Regions from separate parts of the Cricetulus griseus genome. Here region 2 is linked to region 1. The links are chromatin contacts, called in public Micro-C maps. All regions are on one chromosome and are shown on one strand. Each heading gives the region's core, a stretch centred on a gene start, on an enhancer-like site or on the middle of the called end of the contact. The rest is flanking DNA. Distances are from core to core; before and after follow the strand shown. Region 1 holds the start of Lpxn (leupaxin). Region 2 holds the start of LOC100767729 (glycine N-acyltransferase-like protein).

Region 1 (6,032 bases), core at 1,895-4,394:
TTCCTCACTTTTGATTTGAATTTCTTTCTTTTCTTTTCTAGTAGCTCAGTTGTTTTAAATAGTGCTGTCAGAGAAAGACAGGTTGTGCAAGACTGAGGTTTTGATGCTACATTGGCCAGTGGTTATAAAGGATGAAAGTTGATTTCTCAAAATTTAAAACTCCTACCACATACAAGAGCTTAGGTTTTCCAAGTTTAAGCATCCCACTGCCCACTCTTGGCTTCTTTTTTTTTTTTTTTTTTTTTTTTTTGCCCCACAGATGTCCATGGAAGCATAGGCTCCTTCCTTAAAATTTCTGATTAAACAGCACCAACTTCATTTCATTATCTCTATTTTCTTATTCAGAAGTCATGCTGACCTGATTTCCCCCAAAAAACTGTAGTTTAAAACTTTTTAAAATTACATTTGTGTGCATGTGAGTTTATGCGTATGAGTGTGTGTGTGTGTGTGTGTGTGTGTGTGTGTGTGTGTGTGTGTGTATGTGTACTAATGTGTGTGTGTAGACACTATGATTTGTGGGAGTCAAGCCTCTCCTACCAGCTGGGTCCCACAGACCAAACTCATCAGACTTGTCAGCAAAGTGCCTTTGTCTGCTGAGCAACTCACTGGCTCAGATTCTAAATTCTTGAAAGTTGAATAGAATAAGTTCACTTTTGAATTCTCTAGTACTGGTTTATACAGTTATTCAAAATGCAAACATCTACAGGCCAAGGAAGAATCAATCTAGAGAATTTAAGATACTAGGTATGAAAATCTGAATTACTCACACTGCCTTGTAATAATTTCTTCAAAAACTGAGCTAGGTCAATGTTTTATCTTATCACCAAGCCTTAGTTCATCTCAACAGGAAAAAAAAGCATTTATAACAGGCCCACCTTGAGAAGTCAGTAAGTAAAGAACTACAATTAAGGTGGGTTTTGTCCAGGTGTTTAACCAGTAGAGACACAGACACAAAGAATAGTAACTGGCTAAAAGAACAAAGTAAAGAGATAGCCTTGCTACTTAGTATATAATCTGGTTTTACTCCAGTATGTTATCTTTCTTTCTTCTACTTTGTAGTGATCACTTATTTAAAGGAATAAGATGTTGCACTAAGACCTCCTTTTTTTCAATTTTTCAATTTTTAGGAGAAAAGACTAAAAGAAGTCTTATTAAAGTAAGATTATGTGAAAACATATGACAGACTGTACACACATAACTAAGGGCTATAGGATACATCACTGTGAGAAATACAAACAGGCACAACCGCTGCAGAAATGAGTATGTTGGTTCTTGAGAAAACTGCGAAGAGAACTGGACTGAGACCTCTTTTAAGACCTCGCTTTCTGTATTACTTTAAGCAGCCATTGGATGTCAGTGCTGTGCCAAAGGAGCGCATTGTAAATACAGACTGACAAATCGTTCCCACAGGCACTGTCGGTTTTTACAACTGAAAATGACACTAGTCCTTTGAAAGAGCCAAAGCTTCAATAGAGACTATAAAGCATTTGCCTTATCTGGGTGGCAAGTGAGCCAAACGCTGGAAAGAAAAATGAATTTCACTGCACATTTACAGTTTAATGTAAAATTCAGAATCACATCTCCACACCTTGTACCGCCATCCTCTTGGGCAGACTTTAACTGGGGATGTTTCCATCGATAGGGGTAAAGAGTCCCCTTCCTTGTAAATTGTTCCCTGATTACAATGTGTAAAAAGGAAACTAAGGAATGCAAACAATGTATAAAAGGGAAAGACCTGCCTACAATGTATACCAGGGAAAGGAACACAGAGGCTGCAGAATGACCAGCTGCGGCTTGAACAAATGGAAATCCCCACCCCCACCCCCCTTTACCCATCAGGAACTTCAGTTGCACACGCTAGCCAAAAGCTGCTATTCTGACTGTGCTTCCTGTGCTGCAGAAACCTCTACAAACCGCAAAGGCATGCAGCGTCGGGGCGGAGAACCTCAGAGGCTGCTAGAGGAGTCACGCTAACCCTCCCTCCAGCTCAAGGACCACAGCCAACGCCAGCCCCGGGATGCCCAATCCTACTAAAAAATAACTGGACAATTCCTCCCTGCGTGCTTTATTAAAATGGAAGTGGCAGAAGCAGAACGAGTCCCCGACCTCCAGGGCCTCGCGGGTGAGACCATCAACCCAAGATGGAGGGATGACAGCAGGTCGCGGAGGAGGCGTCAAGTGACCAGACCGAAGCAGGGGCTATGACGAGCGCACTTGGAAGAACTCACACTTAACAGCGTGAAGCAGTTCACTCTCTCACGCAACCCTAACCGGGAATCGGCTCAAAATACGTGCCCGGTGTACGCAGGCGTCGCGGCCTAACCCGGAAGCAGTGCCTCTCTGGGGGGTCACCTCGGACTGTGGATAGAAAACTACCTTTCCCGTGGTGAACCTCTCAAAATCTCCCAGACTTCTCTCGGCCTCCAGCGTCCCATCTTTTCCCTGGGAGCGGACTAAATGGGACTTCGTTTCCCAGGGTGCAGCTGGCTGGGTTCAGCTGTGCGCGTGCGCACCAGGACTGTCCCGCGCTGTGCCCTTAACCCCGCCTCTGGCCTATCGCCGCCATTTTTTCAGGGACTTTCATCCGGCAACGGACGGGGCCTTTTTTTCTTAAAGGAGAAGCGGCAACTCAAATAATTTCCCCCTTCTCCCCTCAAGAGCTGGCGGCGCTAGGGACAGAAAGGCCGGAGCAGGAAGGCGGGGGTCCGGGTGGAAGCGGGGTAACGTCCAGGCTACTTGTTAGGCTAGTCAGAGCCCTTGAGGGAACAGTGGCGCCTCAGGGAGGCAGGTGCGCGCGCAGCCGGCGGGGGGGAGGATTGAGATGCGCGCGAAGCTGGTCAAGGTGCGTTTTGTCCTCTCCACCGCCCTCGCCAGCCCGGCCCCTCCCACCGCCCCTAGCTTGAGCTGAACTCCTCCGGGGGGTTAAAAAAAAAAAAAAAAAGGTCACTTTGGGATTGTCGCGAGACGCGGCCGTTTAACGGTGAGAACGGGTGCGCGGGGAAGGAAACCTCGCGCTCTCCCTTGGAGCCGTTTCCTGATTGGCTGAAAGAAGGGGTGGGGGAGGGCACCGAGTGCGCTCCTGCGTGTGAGACCTTGAGGGGCGGGTCCGGGAGGCCGACCCTCCTTCCCGATTGGGCCACTGCGCGTCTGTGCGGGTGCGCGCGTGCGCACCGCCGGCAGTCGCAGGCTTGAGTGGCAGGGGGCGGGGGGGGCGCCCTAGGAGCGGGCGGAGGGGCGGGGGGGGAAGAGAGGTGCTCGGGAGTGAGGGAGCCGGACTCTCCGGGAGCCTAGGGGGGGCGGGGGGGAGCTGCGCCGCGGGCGCCGCCGCCTCCGCCACCTGGGAAGCAGGGGTGGGGGACGGACGAGCCCCGATGCCGGGGGAGACGGAGGAGCCGCGATCCCCGGAGCAGCAGGACCAGGAAAGGGGCCAGGCAGCGGCGGCCGACGCGGCTTCGGACGAGCTCCGGCCCGCGCGGCAGCAGCAGCGGCGGCGGCGGCGGCGGCGCCTGCAGGGACCGCGAGCAGCCGGCGTGCTGCGGGGAGGTCGGGACCGCGGCCGGGCCGCTGCGGCCGCCGCCGCCGCCGCCGCGCCGCCGCTGTGTCCCGCCGGAGGAAGGCCGAGTATCCCCGCCGGCGGAGGAGCAGCCCCAGCAACAGGCCTCCCGACGCTCCCGGGCAGCAGCTCACGGCCGCGAAGCCCCAGTCTCCTGCTCAGGGCAAGAAGAGTCCGCGACTCCAGTGAGTAACAGTCTTTGAGGCTTTGGGGAAGACCCCCCTCTGATCCTCACTACCCTCCCGGCTCCCGTAGCACCCGCTCCACGTGACACCCCGCTTGCTCTGCCCCCTGCCGGCTCGGCACGCCAGATGTCACGCCGCTGGCGGCCCCGGGCTCCTGCGGCTGGCTCGGCAGCCTGCGGCCACCAGCCCACGCCCGAAGTCACCCTGTGCAGGCTGCTTTGCCCTCCGCCTCCCGCCTGCTCAGCCCTCGCTCTGGCTGGCTTGTGCGCCCCCTTTGTCAGCCTGTCGCTTCCAGTCTCAGATCAGGTCCCCGCGAGGAAGCCCACAGCACCGTACTATAACCCCTGAAGAGTGTCTTTGCCCGACCCTATTTATCAACTAGCCCGCGAGCCACTCAAGAGGTAGCCTTTTCCTCGTCCTCCTAAATCGTCACGTTCATTTTTTTACCGTCAGGATGAAAACGTGACTATGCCACTTATACTTTACGTGACCAAACTAGACGTGTAGTTCTTATTACCTACCAAACATTGTATGTACTTTTTCTTTATGCGTGTATTTTGACGTAGTACTCAGATTGAGAGGAATTACTACCTTGAACTAATAGAGGCCCTTAACAGATTGCCAGGAACATAAATATTTTAAATTGCCCAATAGAGTAATGCTTAAATTAAAAATAAAGTTACACGTTTTAATCAAATTAGCTGTTCATTGTTGAGAACTGTATGTCATTTGATTTACAAATGGGAAAGGGGGACAGAAAATCGAAGGGCTAGGATTTCGAGTTTCAGATAACTGCAACCTCCCAGTAGCAGTGCAGCGGCTTTTCTTACCTTAGACCTAGGGCATTTTTAAAACTTAAAAGCCATTTTGTTTCAAAATTAAATTTGTGATTACAAATTTTTATGCTGAATTGAGAGTTGTAACTGTTGTGTGTACGTGCTTAGGAAAATCTTAAACTGTTATGTATTTAACTCACTAACTTGAAAAGCTGTAAATCATTCATCTTAATTGGGACATAAATTCCATAGGCAAAGTCTTTAACCTATGTGTACCTCGGATTCTTCATCTGTGCACAGTTATATGGGGAGTTAACCTCTATGACTTGAGTTTATGTATAATAAATACGTTGTGGTACCATTTTACACAGCGTCTCACACAGCAAAATGCTAAATTCAAATGGCTGTTTTGAGTATTGATGGCCTAACAGAGACAGGAGTACTTTGTAGTGGTGGTTTTGTGTCAGTTTTGTAAAGCTGCATGGCTTTGTGTTATCTTACATGAACAAGTATTTTAAATCCCACAATGTAATTTTGGAAACAGTTGATCTTGGATGAATATGACTGCTTGCCTGCTTGGTTTTTTTTTTATCACAATATTCATTATGGAAGGGAAGAAGCAATCTTAATATTTCTTCTCATATAGTACTATAGTTACTATATGAGTACTATAGTATATATAGTACTATAAAGTATAGTACTATACCTTCTTTTGCCTTCAGACTTGCCCTTGCACGTGTATTTAATACTATACAACTTTGTTATTCTTAAAATGAATTTCCATTTTTATTGCACATTTCACTTGCTCTGTGTCCTACAAATCAGAAGAATCTCAACACATTTCCACCTTTGCATTCCTTGTTTGAAAAGTAACTGGGACTAGTATTGTTACTCCTCTAGGCAATAGAAAATTAAATTTGTCCTGGCCTTGTCTTCAAGGACCTTGCTGAGGAAGCGAATGTTGATTAACACTCAAGAAACTTATGTACATGGTTTACAGATGTTCTGTGACAAAACATTTTGAAACTCATTTTTCTGTTTAATCCTTTGAGACATGCAGTTTTGAGTGTCAGTGTACTGAATTCTGACCTTGATTAGTCTCTTCCAAATAAAAATTTAAAAAGGAGATGAGAAATTTAATATCTATACTAATTATTTGATCTTTTTAAATCTTTCCCTCCCTAGTTACTTTTTCATTCATTTTCCATATCTCTGCATTTTTTAAACCTACGAATCCCATGTAATTAGCTATTAACCTGTATTTGTTTCCCTCAATGAAAGAAATAGCAAAATATACAAAATTGTTTAAAATATCAAAAACATAGATTTGGATCAACTATTTAGGTATTTGTGTATAATGAATCTAGCATTTAACTTTATGCCTTCCTCCTGAACATATTCACTGAATATTCACTGTGTTGTTAATGGAAGGCAAATTATATAGTGGAAAAAAGCGTGAACTTGATGTTCAAGCTGAAAAGTTGATGTCTTGCCTTGTACTGCTCACTTGATTGAGTA
Region 2 (6,032 bases), core at 2,324-4,823, 270 kb after region 1:
CCTCACCTGCAAAGCTGTCTCCTCTTTCAGCCTCCACAGAAGTCCCCCGGAAACGCAGCAGGAGCAGTAGGTTGTGGCGATGAGAATTTACCATCAGAGTACATGGACTATGGGGTGCTTTGATCCAGTTTCTAGGAAGCTGTTGAGCTGAAGTTCTTAGAACATGTGTACCAAGCTATGCAAACTCAAAACAGCATGAGATCAGGCCCCTCCCTCTGTGGTCCTTGTTCCAGAATCCACTCTGTAACTGGGAAGTTAGCAATGTACATTTGGGGCTCTTTTCCAAAAGACTGAGCAACTTTCTGCTCCCAGAAACCTCACTGTCACTTGGAAACTGAAGTCAGCCTACCAGGAGCTAGAGGATGTGTGGGTATACACATGCAGCAGTATATTATTTGGTCATAAAGGCATAAAAGTTGGATATGTGCTATAATGTGGATGAATTTTGACTACATTTACTAATTGAAATAAGCTAGATACAGGTGAGAAATATCATTTGATCCCACTTAGGAGATCTGTGTACAGTAGGCAAATTCACAGACACAGAAGGTAGAAAATAGAGGTTGCCAAGAGCTGAGGAGGTGGAAAGTTATTGTTTAGGAGGCACAGAGTTCACTTTGGGGAATAATGATATAGGCTGGGGCATAGATATTGGGGACAGTTGCAAGATACTGTGGGTATATTTAACACTACTACAGTGCACACTTACAATAATTAAGACAATGTTATACAGACTGTACCACAATATATGTTTAGATATATGTGAATGCATATGTATGTACCCATATACACATGTATGTGTGTGTGCACATGTACACATACTGTATGTATATAGAGAGAAAACAAAGAATAATCTATTCCTTTTCTCAGAGATCAGGTTATATTCCTGTCTGTGAATCTCTATCATTGTATTTTTTATTAGCTTCATACAAATACATTTTGTTTTTTCTCAGAGTAGCTGAAGGTGATCATTGTTACTTAATATAAATAGGTGTGTGTGTGTGTGTGTGTGTGTGTGTGTGTGTGTGTGTGTGTGTTCCTTTGCATATAAGGAAGTGCCTATGCCCATGTGTATACATATGGAAACCAGAGGTCAGTGTTGAATGTCTTCTGCAATGGCTCCCTACCTTTTTTTTTTTAAAAAAAAAAAAAAATCTGGAACTTTCCAATTTGATGAGACTGGCTGGGCAGCTAGCTCCAGAGCTCCTCCTGTCTCCCTCTTCCCAGCACTGGGATAGCAAACATGCATAGCTTGTGTCTGGAATTTAGCTGGGTGCTGGAGACTAGAACTTAAGTCCTCATAATTACACAGCAAGCACTCTACCAGCAACCATCTCTCAAGTATAAAGTCTTAGCTAAGCAACTTTAGCCAATGTTTTGCCGGTCAGTGCTTTGAAAACTGCTCATCTTTGTAGTGCCAGGCAGGATCCAGAAACCAAAGGTTACACAGCAATTTCCATGCTTCACTTGCCTTGTGGTCTTTAGCAGAGCAAAGTTTGGATGGTATTCCAATTGTACTTTTACACATTATTATGAACACTATAAAAATTCCACTGAAGCACAAAAAAAAAAAAAACAAAACTTGAACTTGATGCCTCTGGGTTCAAAATTTGATGCTGTTACCCCTTAAGTGAAGCCATTGAATAATGATGTCTAGCAAGAAGTCTGGGTATTGAGGTATCTGAGAACCTTGTAACTATGTCTCAAGGGGGGGGGGCAGGACAGGACTGGGAAGGAAAGATGAGGAAGTAGGGAAAGAAAAAATATTGTAAACTTAACTTTAATGCTAGCATAATAGTCAGAATTATGACACGGAAATTCCATGATTTATTCAACCATTTTTCTGATTTGGAAATTTAGGATGCTTCCAAAGTCTTACTACTATCTTTTTTTAAAAAAGGACAACATGAGAGGCATCTTGTATATACTTGTCAATTTTTGGAGCTTTATTTTTTAATTAATAATTGGTACACAGAGTTAGGTTTTATTATGCCATTTCCAGATAAACTGTGATTCTCCTCACCTGCCTCTCATCCTCATTACCCCCCCCCCGCCCCTTATTCCCGTGCCCCTCTCACTGTACCCTTACACAAACCCTGAACATGAACTTCATGAAGTTCACATTCGTGTCCACTGTGCTTTTCCCTGCTTCCTGGACACACTCCCCTCAACTTACATACATGCAGACACACTTCATAAGCTAGGATCCCCAAGATGAGAATGCATGCTTTCTGCCTAAACCTGGATTTCGGTTTTTTGTGGGGTTTTTTTGGGGGGGGGTTGTTGTTTTGCTAATTCCCATATTCATTCATTTTCCTGTAAATTACATGATTTCATTTTTCTTTATAGCTGAATAAAATTCCATCGTATATATGTACCACATTGTCATTATGCATTCATCTGTTGGTACCATCTAGGTTGGTTCTGTTCCTTTACTACTGTAAATAAAGCATCAATGAATGTGGACGTGCAGGTACCTCTGTGGTAGGATATGCAATACTTTGGGTACACACTAAAGAGTAGCTTAGCTGCATTCCCCTGGTAACTAAGAATGCTATTTTTAAAAAATCTTTGTTGTCCATTTGTGTTTCTTCTTTTTGAGAATCTCTGTTCCTTTCATTAGCCAATTTATTGGCGGGCCATGTTGGGGTTTATTCTAGATGCCAATGCCCAGCCCTGACATTCTTCCGAAGTCTGTCTGTTCACTCTGTTGTCTGTGCCCTGCTCTGGGAACAAAGGGAGCCCTTCCCTGCCAGGCAGGCATTCCAGAGCCCAGTCCTCCCCCCTCCTCTCTCCATCTGCTCTGGCCTGTTGCTTCAGTGATTGGAGTCTACAAGCAGAGGCATCTGTGGATGCCACCACAGCCAGGATGATGTGGAAGCCCTGGCTCCATTCTCTCTCTACCCAGTAACGTTACAGCACTTTCACACACTAGACTGCAATTAGAGCCAGGGGATCCCTCTGCCTCCCCAAGTCTCACACCCAGGAGGAGACATTGGGAAAGCTGGATCCATTGAAGAGAGCCAGAGACAGAAAGATTAAAAGGGGGACATGTGGTAGCCCCAAGTGTGCTTGGGACAAAGCAGGATCAGCCGAGGTGTGAGCAGACAAGGGGCACCAGCAATGTCTTGCTTGCTAAGCATCACTTGGGGGCTGCAAAACCCTAGAGTTCCTGCACAAAGAGTCACTAGGGACCGAAAGGAGGTATTAAGGGGTCTCCTGCTGCTAGACTGTAGCTGGATTTGCATAATCAAGACACTTTCAAATACTAGGAAGGACATTTATTTGGAGGTGATCATGGGACCCTGAGGGGACCTAAGGAAGGAGGCACCTGCCCTCAACACCGATCGCTGACCCCAGTAAGACAAACTGCCCACAACCCACGAGCACGAGGGCGGTAGCACCCGGGAGACACAAGGGATGTGGGCTGCTCACCCGTGTCTTGACGGAACTGGTTCATGGACTGCAGGTCGATGATGTAGGGTGCGAGCCGGCTGTCCACCTGACCCAGTACCACGCTGCCCCCGGCGCGGGGACCCGCGCGCACCACCGCCTCGATGTGGTGGCTCACGGCCGGGCTGTAGGGACGCCAGCGGCCGTGCTCGTTCAGCCATTCCCACACCACCACGGCCGAGGCCAGGAGCATGGCGAGCCCGGGGCTGTGGCGCAGCACTGCCCGCCTCCCGGGCCGGGCCTCCTGCGCTTCCTCCGGCGCCGCCGCCTCCGGGCCTGGACCGCGCCCCCTGCCCCGCGCCCCGCCGCCACCGCCGCCACCGCCGCCGCCGCCGCCGCCGCCGCGCGGGCAGCCTCAGCTGCTGCCCATGGGGGAGTCCGCAGCCGCGCAGGCACCGGGACGCGGACCCCGGGGCCGCCCGCCTCCGATCGCGCGCCGCCGGGCTCCGCCGCTGCTGCCGCTGCTGCTCCGAAGGGTCCAGCCGCTTCATGCAAAGGCCCGGCCCCGCGCACTCGCCGTCCCGCCTTGCAAAGCCACCCGGGGGCGCGCGGCCCGCCCGAGCGACGCTGCAGCCGCCTCGCACCAGTTGCGCCTCGGGCTCCGCGGGCGTCCGCGTGGATCGCACCGCACGGTCACGCCCTCCGCCCTCTCTCTCCGTACTGAGCGCGGCGACCGCGGCGACACAGCTCCCCCTGCCTGCGGCTCTGCTCAGTGGCTTCCAGAAGGAGTCGCCCCTCCCCGGCAGCGTCACACTTTTGCAGCGTCTGTCTGTTGTGAGCCGGTCTAGTCAGCGGCGCCTGCTTCGAAGCTCTTGTCTCGCTCACGCACTGGAACACCCACACTCGCGCACACGCACGCACAGCCTTTAGCACTCCTCATTCCGCCCGCTATTGCCTCATCCTCGCATGCAATCCTTCCTTAGCTGTCCATCAAGGATGCAGAAGCCACGCCCCCTCGTCCCTTGCACCAGCGCCCTAGAGCTTCTACGCCTCCTGCTGGTCAGAGTCCTCACGTGCAAGTCAAAAGCCACACACTTGGAACCATTGAGAGCCAATGCCAAAGGATGCATGCTTTTATGGTATACATTTTATTCTATGTAGAATCTAAAGAGTCTGAGTTGTACTAGCTGCTTGAAAAAAATATGAAACAAAGAAATAGACCCCATTTTCTGTATCCACCCGGATTTTGTATAATATGTGTACGTTTATAAAGGTGGTTTAAAGGGAGCTACCCCCCCCCGAACACTATTATCTATCAAACAAAAAGCTTAGTACCCAGTATGGAGTTACTTCATTAGGAACTGTCCCACAGAATCTCCAAAATATTACATGTAATCTCATATCTCTACGTTACTCTCCAGAACTTGATAGGGGTGTCGATAAAGATGTCCCATTTAGGACTGAGAACTCCATTTATTCTCAACACGTTGACCAAGCATGTGTCTCTACATTGATTAATACCCACTTAAACAAACAAAAGCTTCTACCTAGGTCTAGGGGCATAAACATGAATACTTAGAAGGAATTTTGACCACAAGATTGTTTAGGAAATAGCCATGGCAGCTTCTACCCTGGGACCTCCCCAGCTACTGATTGGGTCAGTTTTCCAGTGTGGTTGTGCCATTTTTCCCTTTCACTTAGCAATGTACTCAACATCTAGTCTCTACCTTCTCGTGAGTAAAACTTGACATTTTATATATTGTCATATTATTATCACTATGAGGAGGCACACACCATGGGGTGTGTGGAGATGGGAGAACAACTTCGTAAAGTCGGTTCTCTTTTTCCATCATGCAGACTCTGGCTTGAGTGGCAAGCTCCATTGCCACTGACATCTTGTGAACACTGTTGCCAGTATACTTTATTTTAGTGTTCCTAATAGTGGTGTGATGATAATTTCTTGTGCTTTTCATGCGCACATATGCACATATCATGTGTTGAAGATAGTGATGTTTAACATTTTCCTAGGTGATGAGTTCCATCTTCATATCTTCTTTGCAAAATGTTTGCTCATATGTTTGGCTACTTTTAAAACTGAAGTCTGAGAACTTTAAAAATATTCCCAATAAAAATCTTTGGATAAATGGCTTGAAAATATCTTCTGTCAAGCTGTAACTTCACAACATCCTTCATAAGTTTGGTTTGTTGGGGGGGTTGTTTTTGTTTTTGTTTTTTTGCAACTTTCTGCCTTCCATTTTCCATAAGAATTGTTTGGCTGTCTCTTAGACTTGATGCCTTTCCCTTTTTCTCTCACAAGGTTTATGATTTTACAATTTTTATGTAGATCAATGATACATTTTAAATTAATTAAATGAAAAAGATCCCCCTCCCTCCCTTCTTCTTCTGTCGTGGCTTTGAGGACTTATGCTCCAGTGTGATTTACTGAAAAGTTTCCTCCGAATTTCTTTAGTCAAATTTCTTTATCAAGTCAACTGGACATATTCCTGTGAACCTTTTACCGGTTACTCTATCCCATTCCATTGATTTATGTGTTCGCCCACCTATCCATAGTATATACTCATGATTCACAAACTGTATTGATAAGCCATATTGGGGTATTGTAAATATGACTAATTTAG

Evidence for each region. A called contact is a pair of places that touch in the nucleus more often than the background predicts.
Region 2: a Micro-C map of the CHO-K1 cell line shows a contact between it and region 1, with 4 times the contacts expected there. The contact joins the promoter of LOC100767729 here to the promoter of Lpxn in region 1. A contact is called at or near these places in 3 of 8 Hi-C or Micro-C datasets (the CHL-YN cell line, the CHO-K1 cell line and fibroblasts).

Annotation. Positions count from the first base shown.
Region 1 is chr3:47,753,245-47,759,276 of CriGri-PICRH-1.0, forward strand. Lpxn (leupaxin) reads right to left here and starts at 3,145. Exons shown (of 9, transcript XM_035441957.1): 1 at 2,377-3,145. Zfp91 (E3 ubiquitin-protein ligase ZFP91) reads left to right here and starts at 3,241. Exons shown (of 14, transcript XM_027406595.2): 1 at 3,241-3,470; 2 at 3,473-3,529; 3 at 3,531-3,584; 4 at 3,587-3,738. The coding sequence starts at 3,372.
Region 2 is chr3:48,020,093-48,026,124 of CriGri-PICRH-1.0, forward strand. LOC100767729 (glycine N-acyltransferase-like protein) reads right to left here and starts at 3,574. Exons shown (of 7, transcript XM_027406609.2): 1 at 3,436-3,574; 2 at 7-139.